2 separate regions of the Sus scrofa genome follow, and region 2 is linked to region 1. Evidence: chromatin contacts called from public Hi-C data. All regions are on one chromosome and are shown on one strand. The core of a region is the stretch at or near the end of the contact, and the rest is flanking DNA. Distances in the headings are between cores, read along the strand shown. Region 1 holds the start of WDR77 (methylosome protein 50). Region 2 holds the start of DENND2D (DENN domain-containing protein 2D).

Region 1 (7,253 bases), core at 1,367-3,866:
ATGGCTATGGTGTAGGCTGGCAGCTGTAGCTCCAATTAGACCCCTAGCCTGGGAAGCTCCATATGCCTCGGGTGCGGCCCTAAAAAAAAAAAAAGACAAAAGACCAAAAACAAAAAACGAAAACCAAAAACAAAACAAAAAAACCAGCTGACCTGATTTTTCTGGTATATGTGGAAAAAGTAAGAACCCAATAAAAGTCCAGGTTAACAAAAACCATACCATCCAAACATACTCAAACACTGGGCAAATGCTCACCTGTCACTCCAGTTTTAGGATAAAGGAACTGGAAGAATTCCTCAGGGATCAGCCCCAAACGAACTTTTCCTCCATGTTCAGGAAGAGGTGGTACAGGGGCAAGGCTTGGCTGCCCTGTGTGAAAGATCCTTGTTGCCTGCAGTACCCTATAGGTAGCAATTATACAAATTTAAAGCCTATTCTTTAACAAGAACACAACATATGAGCAATTGTAGATAGAAAGAATAGGGATGAGGGCTGAGGCAGTTTCCCTCTGGAAAGAGAACAGACTAAAACATTCTAGTGGGGGTCTGGAAAGTGTGAGTGTATAGACCTATGCACAATTTCAGGCAGCTGTTAGGTCCCATGAAGAAAAATGGAGGGAAGGGGCTAAGGAGAAATGGGGAAAGAGGGGAAAGGGTTTTTGGTAGATCAAGTGACATCTGAATCAGCGACCTGCAGAAAAGAGAGACGTACAAGAATCCTGAGGCAACAGTAACCTTGGCAGTTTTTTATAGGTATAACAAGAAGGCCAGTATGGCTGGAGAATGAGCTAAAAAGAGAAGAAGATAAATCAAGAGGTAGAATGGGGTCCATTCATGCTGAGTCCTCTGGGTTATGGTAAGTTTAGATTTTATTTCAAGTGTGATAGGCAGCTCTGGAGGGTTTTGCAGGGGGTGGGGGGGAGTTGGGTATGGGTGGTGTAAAGTGACATATCAGTATGGCTACTCCGAGAATGGGCTGTTCTGGGACAAGAATATAGATGTAAGGAGACTAGTTAGGAGGCAGTTGACATAGGTTACATGAAACATGATGGTGGTTCACACTCCAGGAGCAGTGGTAGTGAAAGTGGTCAGAGTCTGGATATAATCTGGAGGCAGAGAGCCTTTTTGATATATTAGACACGGAACGTGAAGAGAAGTCAAGGATGTTCCCTGCATCTTGTTATGTATTTATTAGCTGTATTACAATTGTTTACTTGACTATATGAAATCTTTCTTCCCTGAGAAGTTGGAAGCAGCCAGTTACAGCCTCACTTTATGGCATATACAAAAATTACAGAGCAGCGGAAGCCACTTTTTCAAGCCACAGGCTAGTTATCGAATTTTGCAAGATTTAGGACAAAGTTTGGAAGTGAAAAGAGAACTTCTGAAGAAAACTGACATGTTTTATGACATAATATCAATAACAGCTTCTAAGACTTACTAAGCACATACTAGGAACCAAGCACTGTTTTTAGTTTTGCAGGAATTAAGCCCCTTACTTCTAATAAATTTATAATGAACTATATCTCTACAATGCAAAGGGGTAAATTAAGGTCGCACAGCTTGTAAGTGGAGGAGCCAGGTGCACTGCTCTCTAGCTTTGGGGTCCTCACTGTTAACTACTGTACTATAGTTGCCTCCTCTGGGAGACTGTGTGTGAGCTCTGGTTATGTACATGGCAAGCTAAGTATTTACTCAACCAACGAATAATTTCTCTGATCTGACAACACAAGTTGGAATCTGGGAGACACACTGAAAACAACACACTTCATTGTTTTATTTAACAAAACTTGTTCTTGGGTATGCAGTCTAGTAACCTCGATTCGGGCCGCGGCAGCTCTGTCCAGCTGAAGGTCACAAGGGAGAGAGGCGGGGCTTAGGAGACACCAAAATCAGTTTCTAGTTTAGTTACCACAAATCACTTATCCTCTGTTATTAGGTAATACGACAGTGTTCCAGGCAGTTACAGGAGCACAAGTGTTTGAATGAGGCTTTAAGCCTTCTGAAATAAACTAAACAATGGTTACTACCGGCCGAAAACCAGAAGCAGATTACCCGAAAGTAAAATGCGATGATGAAATAAGAATGAAGGGGAGTATCACACCCCTCTCACTCACCCCGGACCGAGGAGGGCTGCGTTCTTCAGGGAGGGGGCTGCAAATACACAAAGGCGCAGGTCAGCAAGGTCAAGGTGAAATCTGGTTTGCCCCCTCCTCGTTCCCCGCGAAGCACAATCACTAAGGCCATGCGTCCCCTTCTCGTATCCTCTGAGACCCCACACTCACCTTCCGAGAGGCGTTACTCTCCATTCAGGCCCAAGTCTCGCAGCGCCTTTCTTCACCCACTTTCCTCCCACCCTTTTCAAGTAAGCCTAGACGCGCTGGTTTGCAATCACCCTGAGAGCCCGGACCAAGATCTGCAACTCTCACCTGCTGCGGCGGCGGCAGAAAGTACCACCCGGGACAGCATTGTCAACTGGCGTCCACAGAACGGTCTTGGCGTCCCAGTGACCCGGACAGGAGAACCTGTCGGGGGCAGAAGCAAGATGGAGGCTCGCAAGTATCGCGAGAAGAGAAGTCCTGCTCTCCTACATCAACTTCCGTTTGAATTTTTTTCTCGCGATAAGAGGTACAGCGCCCAGAGAGCCCTTTACAGGTGGGTGGCCACTGATAAGTGGAATGGAATCGTTGAAGCAGTTCTCGCGAGATGTAGAGAGGCGGTAGCCGGTCCAGAGGGGCGGAGGCCCAGAGGTGGACCACGTGGGGGCTGGTGGAGCTGAATCTCCGGCGGGCGTCCAGTTTAGGTCGAAGTTGGAGTTGGAACCGTGGAGATGCGGAAGGAGACCCCTCCCTCCCTAGTGCCCCCGGCGGCCCGGGAGTGGAACCTTCCCCCCAATGCGCCCGCGTGTATGGAGCGTCAGTTGGAGGCTGCGCGGTACCGGTCAGGTGAGCCTGGGTTCCGGGCCTGGGCGCTCCCTCACCCCAGCCCCGGGTACCCTTCCTGGGACTGAACTTTCCATCCCGCCTCCGCTCCGCATGCCATCCTGATCCCTGCCTCGCGTCGCTGAGCTCAGTCCCCAACTTGCCCCGCATTTCCGGGCTCTGATCCAGACCTGGCCCGCTGGCAGTTCTGGGCGGTCACCATGGAGACGAGCCCTTCCACTTCTCACACGCTGACAGATTGTACTTCCCTTAGATGGGGCGCTTCTGCTCGGGGCTTCCAGCCTGAGTGGCCGCTGCTGGGCTGGCTCCCTCTGGCTTTTCAAGGACCCTTGCGCCGCCCCCAACGAAGGCTTCTGCTCCGCTGGAGTCCAAACGGAGGCTGGAGTGGCTGACCTCACTTGGGTAGGGGACAGAGGTATCCTGGTGGCTTCTGATTCAGGTGAGTCACTTTCTCTTCAACCTTACAGGTGGAATGGAAGCTAGCGGTGTAGGTCAGGCTAGGGTCAGTTTTTAATGTCTGGTACTCAGTGCTTGGGGGAGCTTGAGGGTGTTGGCCCGGAAAGAGAACTCATGTATAAGTGGAAAACACCTGTCCCAAGATCCTAAATTGGTGAGCATTTCTAGCAAAATAGACAACAAAATTAAGAAGTGAATTGGAACCATGTTTATTCTTTGTAACCCCTCTGTATCACCCACTATCTGGCACCCCAAACCAAGGATAATCTTGATCCTAAAGATGATGCTGAGCCGATCTGTGCTGTCTCTTTCCGTTTCTTCCCATTTTCTTCTTAAATATCTTCATTTTGCTTTGCTTTGTTTTGCCTTGAATGTCAAACTCAGCAATGGAGGCTTTGATGTTAAAAAAAATCAGAATATGGGTGTTGGCAGATGTTGGCATGGAAGCATAAAAGCAGGACGTTGAAGATTGAGCCCCTGGCAGTTGAGCTTGAACACTACATATTCAGGACAACTGTTTGGGGGGTTTCTGTACTTGCCCAATCACTGTGTAACATATTTTTATGTTATTCACCAGCTTTTTTATGGCTCTGCGAGACATTTATTCAAACTGTTCAACAAATACTTATTAGTGTCCAAATAACTGGAAAGATTTAACCATACTAGACTGTGTGCTGCAGATCATTGTGGAGATTCATCTTAATCTCCTGAGAACTAGAATCCTAGAGGTGAATTGCTGTCTTGGTGTAATCCAAGCTTATTTCCCCCCCCCACCCACCCACAACAGGTGCTGTTGAATTGTGGGAGCTGGATGAGAATGAGACACTCATTGTCAGCAAGTTCTGCAAGTATGAGCACGATGACATCGTGTCTTCAGTCAGTGTCCTGAGCTCTGGCACACAAGCTGTCAGTGGTAGCAAAGACTTCTGGTGGGTCCCTGATCTCATCACTCCTGTGCCTAGGCCTCCTTTGTGTGTCTTTAGTATCATGTTCGTTTCATTAACCAACATTTTAGACTCATTATAAGGACCTAGTGACTAATGATGGCATTAGAGATATTGCAGTCCACTGTAAACGTAGACCCATAACAGAAATCCAGGAGGCGAAGACATAGGATGTGTCAGTTAAGTGAAGTTCCCGAGAGCTGCAGTCAGGTCCTTAACCAGTTGCACCACAGCAGGAACTCCCTCGAAGTTCTTATTTGAATGCAATTTTTTAATGTAGGTGGTGTAGGTCAAAATTAAGTCTCTGATTCCTTTTGCTTCTTAGCATCAAGGTTTGGGACCTTGCTCAGCAGATGGTTCTGAATTCATACCGAGGTGAGTGCATGTTCTTTCCTTTTCAGTCCTGGCCTTGGCCGTTTTGTTTTTATTCTTCCCTTTGTGCTTTTTGAACGTTGCTTGGATGTTAATAAATCAATTCTTTGCTTTCCTGCCTGGTAGTTTTCTTCCAAAATGGTGGTCAGGCCCCACTGTTGATCCTTGCCCCTTAATTTCTCTATTTTTATTGACAGCCTCACCACCTTCTTGGCCACCAGTGGCTCAAACTCCCAGTCCTCTCCTACTCCTCCTGTTTCCCACTATCAGTTGGTCCCCAGGTCCTTTGGAGTGTTTTTTTCATTTGGTCCATGACCTTTTCCATTTCTTATGCCCCCTTTTACTTACAGGCTTCACACAGACAGTGGCATTTATCTCATCTCTCTACCTGTAATCTTTGGTCTTTCATTGATTTCTTGCGACTTACAGATTACAATCCTATGTTTATGTCATGGTGTTCGGGCTTTTTTTCACTGTGACTCTCCTTCAAGCATACCATGCTAGCTAAACCCAGTCACAGTAGATCTTTGACATTCCCCAAGCATAAACTCTGATGCTTGTGAATCTTGAACTTTTGAATATTCACCTCCATAAAATCTCTCTTTCTCTCTCTCTTTTTTTTTTTTTTTTTTTTTTTTGGTGAGAACCATCCCTTATGTTTCTTTTTCTGCTCACCTTAATGAATAGCACTGGCAGTTGATTTTATTTTGAGAGCCATCTTCATGAAGATACCAAATCTTTTTTTTTTTTTTTTGGTCTTTTTAGGGTCACACCCACAGCGTATGGAAGTTCCCAGGCTCAGGGTCGAATCATCAGCAACGCCAGATCCGAGCTGCATCTGTGACCTACGCTGTGGCTTGAAGCAATGCCGGATCTTTAACCCACTGAGCGAGGCCAGGGGTTGAACCCGCTTCTTCCTGGTTACTAGTCAGGTTCACTGCTGCTGAGTCATGACAGGAATTCCTACTGAAGATAGTATCTAGAGCATTAATGTGTGTGTGGCTAAGTGATGTAGATGGGGTGATTGATCACTGGTTCCCTCAATGGCTAAGTGCCTTTCTTTGCCAGTTCTCACTGCTAAGTGCATGATTCAGATATGTTGGGAGCAAAATCACAAACTCATCCGTCTCTTGGAGCTTCAGAGCATATATTTAGACAATAATGTTCGAATGTCAGTGCTCAAAGTCTGACATACTTACTTTGTGTTTTCTAGATGTACAGCGTGTTTTCCTGGTCAGTGCTAAGGAACTTTTTCATTGCCTGCCACCTTTAGCCTTTTTCTTTAGTTCTTTGTGTTTGTTCTTACTCTCTTGCGCTGATTCCAAATCCCTCCAGGGCAGAGGAACCACATATCTTTTCATCTTTGTACTTTCCCATTGCGTTTGTCCCAAAACTTTGCTGTTTTTAAGGAGCAGTATGTTGCTTTTCATCATGTTGCTTTTGCATGGATTCTCTGGAGGATGGTTTGAGGCCCCCCTCTTCCGTACCTGGGCGGAACCACATTCAGACTATCTCAGAAAGTCTGGTTAGTTGCTTTAGAGAAGGTGGTTTCCACAGCCTTTAATTAACACTTAGCATTGACCTTGAACATTTTTAGCCTGTAGCCCTAAGGGAGTCTTGAAAAACTGTACCCTTTCACATGTTTTTAAAGTGGTTTCTAGTTTAAATTGAGCTCATCGCAAAGAAAGTTGTATCTAGCCGTGCCATTTACGGTACACTTTTTCAAAATATGTTTGTCAGAATTTTGGATTTTCAGATTAAGCTCATTTGATTTATGTAAAAAATCTACCAAATAACCTAACTGCCAAAAACCAACTGTGTGTTAAAGTTGGCCAAGTGAGACTTGAGCACTTTTCTTGAAAAATCTGACACTTCGTTTTTAAATTCGTATGGACCTGTTAGGTGTCTTTATGTGACCACATGCCATATTTTTCAAAATTCTCATTATTAAACAGAAGAGATAAGCCACAGAACCACTCTAGGATTTGTGATGGGGATGAGAAAGGCCAGCTTCCCCCACCGAATTTTACCCAGATGCCCTTTCTTTTTTGGTCAGCTCTTCGGGCAAGCCCCTTTTGTTTTCTACCTTAGGTTTCTAGACTCCTGAGCATCGTAGCATGGTGGGCTTGGGGCGGGTGAGAGGTGCGTGTTTCCTTCGCACGGTGGGAGACGGGTGACTGAGGGCAGAGGTGAGCAGTGCTGGCAGCCTCTACATAGTGTCTCAGTTCAATGTGGAGAGAGAGCCTTGGAGCCATTCCCTCTAAACTCTCGGTGTCCAGAGCTCCCTCAGAAGTCTTCGTATGCGCCTGGAGGCACATAGGCCTCTGCTCTTCCACGGTCCTTGCTGTAAGTTCCCCTACTGTTTTTACCCAGCCTTTAATTTATCTTTCATGTCTGTAGTGATTCATTTTTCCCGAAGCCTTTTGAGGTTTTATAATGCTATCAACATTTCCTCTTAGGTTTTGTCTTATCCCAAACGCTCACGGAATTTGTTACATGGCATCACACGACTAGGCTTGTTTCTCACAGCCTCCCTCCTA
Region 2 (7,253 bases), core at 1,946-4,445, 210 kb after region 1:
GTTCTTGTTTTTGTTGTGGTTGTTGTTCCAGTGCTTTGTGCCAAAGGACAGGATCGCAGCCTGTGTTTGGGGCAGGGTTCCCCCGAATACCACAAACCTTGCCACTGTCGATCATTCTGGAATATGTGCCTACTGAGGCAGGGCTGGATTCAAGGGCATTTCCATTGCCGTGAGGTCAGCTGGTCCCTGCAACATGTCAGCAAGTCTAGGGGCAGTCAGAGAAGGGCAGGGAGAGGACCCCTCTGCAAACCCCAAGAGCAGTGATACTTTGTTTTTAAGTTCTTTGTATTGTAATATTCTCTTATCACAAAGCCTTCAGCAAAGTACTAATAATCCTTTTTATCCTTATCTCAGCTATTGCTGTCCTGACTGGTCAATGTTCAAGTTGGGCGAAATGCACAGGGAGGGGCAATGGTTGTCTTGAGACAAACACGCATACTGTAGAAGGAGAAATTAATGGTTTGGATTCCTACTGCCGACTCTGATGATAAGCAACCACCAGAATTGGTCTGTGGAACATGGAAACACTTCTTAAGCATTTCCCAGAAATATCCGGGAGCAGGAGCCTGGTGATAGCACTTCTGTGATAAAAAGAGATGGAGTTGAGACCACAGGGATGTGGGCATCAAGGGATATATGAAGTTTGGACATTTGGATTACAAGCCTATTCCTTCTAGTTGTCACAGCCACCCAGGTGATTTTGTTCTTTTAGGAGTGTGAGGCACAGGAAATGCCCAACCCCAGGCTGCAGGGCAGGTAAGCAGCAGCCTGGGGCCAAGTCCATGCACCAAGGTCATTCTCGTGTGCCAGGGTGCCTTCCCTAAACAGAACTTACCTGTGTGCTTCTTTCGAGATCTTCCAGAAAAGAAGCCTGCCTCATTTTTTTCTCTCCACTGCCACACTCTGGGAGACAGGCAGAGGGACAGAGTGGGAGACAGCAAAGACAGGAAGAAAAGGGGGAAAAAAATTTTTGGCAGAAACGGAGGGCTCTTATTTTACCCTTTAACTTCCCACTTCCTTATCTACAGTTTACCCAGCTATACCCATTTCCTCCAAATAAAGCTCTTTCCCCCTTTAAAGCCAGTCTTCTGCCAAAGCCCCTAACTCCCTCTTTCTCCCATTCTCTCAGATCTTGTTCCACCTGCCACGCTCTTGTCTTCTACATCATGGCCCTCCTCGTGCCTGCTCCTATGCCCTCTATGCCCATAAATATGTGCTTATCCTTCCCATCTTAACCCACCACTTTAAACTCAAATCTCCCTCTAACTGTGGACCAATTAACTTTTTCCTATCCTCACCCACATTCCTCAAAAGTGTAGATTTATATTTGTTAACTCCACTTCCGTACAACCCAATCATTTCTTAATTCATTCTCAACTAGCTCAGGCCTCCATTTATGTCATCCTAACATCCCGATGAATGGTTTTTTAAAAAAACTTTTTAAAGTTTCACATACATATAAGGAGATGTACAGTGCAAAGAATGATCATGTAGTGAAGACACCTCTGTAACTGCCACCAGGTTAGGAAATAGGACATTGCTGGCAGGCCAGAAGCCCTGTGATGGTCTCCCAAGCATCACTTCCTCCTTCTTCCCTAAACAGCATCATCCTGACTTCTCATTCCATGTTAGTTTTGCTTGTTTTTAACTTTATGTAAATGGCAACTTACGTTGTGTCCTCTTTTGTGTCTGGCTGTTTGGCGCAACCTTATGTTTGTATGATGTAGCCATGCCATGCACGCATGCAGCTGCAGTTTATTCATTCTCACTGCTGTATAGCATTTCATCATAAGAATATGCTGCAGCTCAAGCATGCCTCTGTTTACGGACATTCGAAATTATTTCCAGTTTGAGGCTATTTCGAATAAGATTTGACACGAACATTTTGGCACCCATCTCTTCATCTGTTTTTAAAAGAAGGAAGTAGTTTGGTTGGGACCCCCATAAAACAGGTTGAGAAAATTAAGGCACAATTATGTTCAACCAAGTATGTTCAAAATTAAGGCGCAATGATGTTCAACCAATTGGACAAGTTTATAATGAACAACTGCTATCGTTGTACAGAGATGCATAAGACACTAATGCAGCCAAAAGAAGATACGCAGGGAAAAGATGTGCCCTTGTGTGGGAAGTCAGAGAGAATAGGGAACAGAAACAGACTGTGTAATTAAATACGAAATTGCATAGGCCCAGAGTGGAGGCAACTTTTAGAACCTCTGGCCTAAGACTAGACAGTTTAATACCAGGGCTGGATTCCTCACTCCTGCTCATCCATCCTCTGGGACAGGAGAGTCACCTGGAAGCCACACAAGGGAGAAGAAGGGGGCTGTAGGTCTAGCGGTCATGTCTATAGATTCCAAACATATTTCCGCTGTAATGTCCTCTTCCCTGCACCTCTCACACCTGAAACTGAGGCTAAAATCTCTGCGAATGGAGACATTTCAAATGGACTCTGCACTCTCTCTACCCTTCCACTCTACACAGGCGGTCCCGGGAGGGACAGGGGAGCCAAGGCAGATCCTCAAGGATCAAGTGGGGCTTATCAAATGCCTGACCCTGAAGCTTGGAATCTGGGCAGCTATGGAAGCCAATGAAAATGGGAAGGGCAGAGGAAGCCCTGAAAGGCTGTTTGGGGATGTGGATAACTGCAACAATTTGTCGTCATTATTGTCACCAACCCTCGCATTTGCATCACACAAGAGTTTACCAAGAGCTTTCTGAACAAGCTAGATGGAAGACAGGGTCAAGACCCTACTGCCAGCTCCAGTCTCTCCTCAAGCACCCACGCGGATCCCGCCGGTTCCCCGGGAAATGGAATAGGGAAAAGGGCAACGCAGGGACGGGTGCCCCATGGGGGAGAAGCATAAATCCGACAAGAGACCTAGAAATGGCCCGAGGCTAAAGCAGTTGCAGGGGGAGAGATGGAGGGGTTGGAAAGGTGTGCCGACTCTGAAAACCTTGTCCCTTTCTGGGAGAAGTCCCGGAGCCACCTGGAAGGTGCAGGGGTGCCCACCGGACGGGCACTCCCCTGCTTGCTGCGGAGACAGAGGGTGACTTCGTGGCGACCCCGCGCGTTTGGGGACCTCAGGGCTCGGAAAGCCAAGCTTCCCGGGGCGCCCCAAGGAGGGTGGGAGCGAGGTGGCACCGCCCCTCCCGGACGCGCGTCGAGCGCCCTCTGTCACCCCGCGCCGCCCTGCCCGGGGCCCAGGGAAGAGCGGGCCCGCCCAGGTGCGCCGGGGGTTGGGCCGGAGTCCGGAAGGTGCGCTGCCCCGCCCCGGGCCTGTCCCCTCGTCCTCCCCCCGCGTGAAAGTGAAAGTGTCCAGTGCGGAGGTCGCGCACTGGGGGGCGGGGCCGGTGCCGACCTGGGAGCGGGCTCCGGGCACTCCAGGGGCCATGGATGGGCTCGGCCGCCGCCTCCGAGCCAGCCTGCGACTGAAGCGCGGCCATGGGGGTTAGTGCCGGGCCGGGGCGCGCCGGGGCGAGGGTGCGGGGGCAGCGGGGAGCCCGCGGTGGGGGTTGGGGGGCAGGACAGGAGGTGACGGGGACCGGGGGCCAGGGAGGGGGGGGCCCGGAGGGCCGCGATCCTGAAGCAGTCGGAAGGGCACGGGGAAGGTGGGGAGGGCAGGGCAGGGATCAGGTGAGCTGGAGAGAGAGGGTGCAGGTAGAGGTGGAAACCGGCTGGTGGGGACCGGGTGGAGGTCCGAGGAGAAGCCACGCCAGCGGGGCTGAGGGGAAGGCTGCTGGCAGAAGGAAACGGTTGTGGGGCCCCGGGGCCACGTGTCTTCCAGCCAGGAAGCCTGTGGGGCAACCGCAGCGTGCCTGCAGCGCCCCTGCCGCGGCTCCCTCCGGGAGACCCCGCCTCGGCCCCCAGCCGCCCGGCGCCCCGCCCCGCCTCGCCGCCCCGCGACTCCTCTGGTGGCAGCCGCGACCCTGCCCCCCGGAGAGCCGCCCGCCGCAAAGCTGGTCTTCCCCGACGACGTTACCCTCCACCCCCACCCAAGGGCGGCGAGGATCCCTGGCGAGTGTGGCCTCGGGCAGAGCTGCGACACCTCCTGCTCAGCCGCTTCCTCCGCGTGCGAATCAGACACGTCAAGCTTCCCGATCCCTTGAGTTCCCCATCGTCGAAGCCAGAGCGATGCCTCCCTTCCAGGATTGTGGGGGTTAGAAGTCAGTATTCATTTTCTTCTCAGCAAGGACGCCGGGCTTGGGAAGGCAGGGCATTAGGAATTCATTTGTTGTTGTTGTTGTTTTTTTCATTCATTCAAACATTTGTTGCTGCGGCCACAACCCTGAGATACTTTGCCCAGAGGTCCCACCTTCTGAGAGGAAGGAGCAGGTGTCCTTCCCAGAAATCCATCCCTTCTGACACTGGCAGTCAAAAGGTTGCGCGGGAGACCCCCTGCACCCACTCCGCCCAGAGCTGTGGAGACCTAGAGGGGAGATCCCTGCTCCTCCTGCCCCTACCCCTGCCCTGCCCCCCTTCTCCCTGGAAGCCTGGTGTCCAGGCTACTGTTATCGATCTGGTTGTTCCACGTGTAGCAAGGCAGAGAGGTCAGAGACCATGGGTGGGGACAGAGGCCTGGGTGTATGCAGTGCCAGGAGCAGGTGCAGGATGGAGCTGGAGGCTCCCTTCTCTGGATGTCCCTGGCCTGGTCTTTTTTTGGTTTTCCTCAACCCTCAGAAGCCTGTGTGAAGGGAAGAAGTCAGTTCTCTCAGCCCAGAGGAGACATTCGGTTGTTCCACCCATGTGGTCCCAAAACAGGGCTGATGCTTGTGCCTGGGGGGAGCTTCCTGGACATGGAGGAACTGTAAGACATACAGCCAGGGTTCCCTGTTTCAGGTACCTGTCTGAGGTGCCTGAGGTCTGGTACCCGTCCCGCCAGGAGAGTGCACCTGTTCATCTTCCATACTGACCTCTCTCTTCCTAAGGAGTTCCCCCTCCCTCCTTTGCTCTTTTGGCCCCAAGGCAATTACGTGGTAGGTGTGTGTGCATGTGTGTGTGTGTGTGTGTGTGTGTGTGTACACATAGGTGCAGATGTGACTCAACCTGGTAGGGAGGAGGGGCAGTGCTGGTGGTCCCGGGTTGAGAGCAGCTGAGCCAGAAGAAGAAGGGCCAGCTTTCCAGATCAAAGTTACAGAAAGTCCCCTCACCTATATTCTAGCTGGTTCTGGGACTTTTCATCAGAGGGCTGTGGGAGGAGCTTCCTGGTGGAGAAACTAGTGTAACCAGACTCCTGACTTCCCTAGAAAGGGTGGCTCCCTCCTCAACTGAAAACTCAGGATAAAAATTCCTTTCTAGGGCACTGGAGATTAAAGAGATGACCTATATTAAACGTGCGTTTGATGGGTGTTTTCTGTTGATAATTCCCTTTGAAAGAGGAGAAGAAAGCTGTGCTTTTCTGGATTTCTTGAACCTCAGCCCCAACGTCCAGTAACTTCTTTTGTTTGAGTTTGTGAATTTTGCTGTTCTCTTGGCTCTCCTGATAAAGCCGGAAAAAATGGGCTGAAAGTGCAACCCAAAGGATTTAGGGAAAGGAATCATTTCCTGAGGTTCTGGAATAATCAGTGAAAATATTTTGGCTCTCAGAATTCCCATCGTGGCTTAGTGGTTAACAAACCTGAGCAGTATCCATGAGGACACGGGTTCGATCTCTGGCCCCGCTTGGTGGGTTAAGAATCTGGCGTTGCCCTGAGCTGTGGTGTAGGTTGCAGACACGGCTTGGATGCTAAGTTGCTGTGGCTGTGGTGTAGGCTGGCAGCTGCAGCTCCATATGCTGCGGGTGCAACCCAAAACAGACAAAAGACAAAAAAAAAAAAAAAAAAGATTGGTTCTCAAGTTCTTTGGCAAATTGGAGGCATCCCATGTTTGTAGGATGTTTGGTGTGTGCTGCATCCAGAAGGCAGGAGCCTTCACTTGAAACTCTCACAATTCCCACCCCAACCGATTCTATGGTAGTCCCCAAATAGTCCCTGAATCGCTCTGTGCGTAAGTTTCCCCATGTGTATCAGGAGATGCTTGTTCCTCAGACTAGTGGCGAGGATTGAGCAGCCAGTCTGTGCAGGTTGCCAGGCAGCTCTTGTGACAGATCTGAACGTTCCAGGTCACTGTTCTCACCATTACAGCATTCGTAACATCCTTATTTACTGTGATTGGCGTTCTCCCCAGGAGTCATGGCTGGGTCACTGAGTGCTGGCTTTTATGTCCACAGAAGCCAGGTCTGGAGCTGTTAAGAGCAAGCAGCCGCTGGCCCTATTTTGGCACCCCACTTTCTTCCAGAGGGCTACTAATTCTTTGCAAGAGTGGCAGACACTGGCACCCAATGCTTTTGCTTCCTGGTTCCTCTTAGGGCAGCCGTCTGGGAAAAGTCCTTCTCTCTTACCGCGTGCATTTACACACTCAAGGGTTTAAGTGAGACTCCCAGGCGATTTCTTGCTATTCTTTCCCTCTCCCCCAGCACCACTGGTGCCCCAGGGGTCAGCTGCTCTGCTCTTAGCTTGGCCAGAACTGCTGACCTAAGCAGGAGCGGGCTGGGATGGAGAGGGTGGGATGGAGATCACCCAGAGTGACCCTCAGGCTGCTGATGCAACCAGTCCCCTGCTATAGGCCGGGGAGAAAGTCCTGAGTCAGTGCTTCCCATGTGGGAGGAGGGTGTCTTTGCTGGAGCCCTGGAACAGGTCCCAGTGAGACATGTCTGCCTTGGGACATATTGCAGGGGTGAGAGATGTGCCATCATAGATGTCCTGAGATGGCAGGAGCTCTCCAGCCCAGAGATGGACTTTGCTATTTCATCCCGAGAAGGAGGTCATACTGATATCCAGGAATTCCTCTTGCTAGAACAATTTCTCCACTTCGATAATGAATGGGGCCAAGTCTATTGATTTGAATCAGGGGAGGCAGTGGCATCCTTGCTGTGAGGAGCCATGGGTCCTGTGCTCTTGCTTGCAGCCTTAAAGTTCTGGAAGTCCCAGGGTGCAGCAGGCAACCCGGCTGGGGTTATCTGCCGCTGTTGACCAAGTTAAGAAGCGAAAGGTCGGCAATCAATTATGGAGATAGAAGATCCCTTTCCTGGTGCTATCGAGGTCCAGTGCTCACAGTCTGATGTTATCAGGCATTCGTCATTGTCCTGAGTTGTAAATAAACCCATTGCACAACCTGCAGCCGGGAATTGACAGCCCGTAGCCCAGAAGTAGCTGGGCTTTTGGAGGTGTTTGCCTATGACCTTTTCTCTCACCACACCCTGGGGCTCTTGGGA

Evidence for each region. Hi-C and Micro-C count contacts between places; a contact is called where the count stands out from the background.
Region 2: a Hi-C map of liver shows a contact between it and region 1, with 5 times the contacts expected there. The contact joins the promoter of DENND2D here to the promoter of WDR77 in region 1. A contact is called at or near these places in 1 of 5 promoter capture datasets (liver), 1 of 47 Hi-C or Micro-C datasets (liver) and 1 of 2 datasets of contacts at active chromatin or transcription factors (alveolar macrophages).

What each region holds. Positions count from the first base shown.
Region 1 is chr4:108,904,576-108,911,828 of Sscrofa11.1, forward strand. It overlaps WDR77 (methylosome protein 50), which reads left to right and starts at 2,617. Exons shown (of 10, transcript XM_003355245.4): 1 at 2,617-2,944; 2 at 3,195-3,380; 3 at 4,185-4,326; 4 at 4,667-4,716. The coding sequence starts at 2,830. ATP5F1 (ATP synthase F(0) complex subunit B1, mitochondrial) reads right to left here and starts at 3,051. Exons shown (of 7, transcript XM_003355244.5): 1 at 2,429-3,051; 2 at 2,117-2,153; 3 at 256-401. The coding sequence starts at 2,468.
Region 2 is chr4:109,118,681-109,125,933 of Sscrofa11.1, forward strand. DENND2D (DENN domain-containing protein 2D) reads left to right here and starts at 3,196. Exons shown (of 12, transcript XM_005663560.3): 1 at 3,196-3,451. The coding sequence starts at 3,394.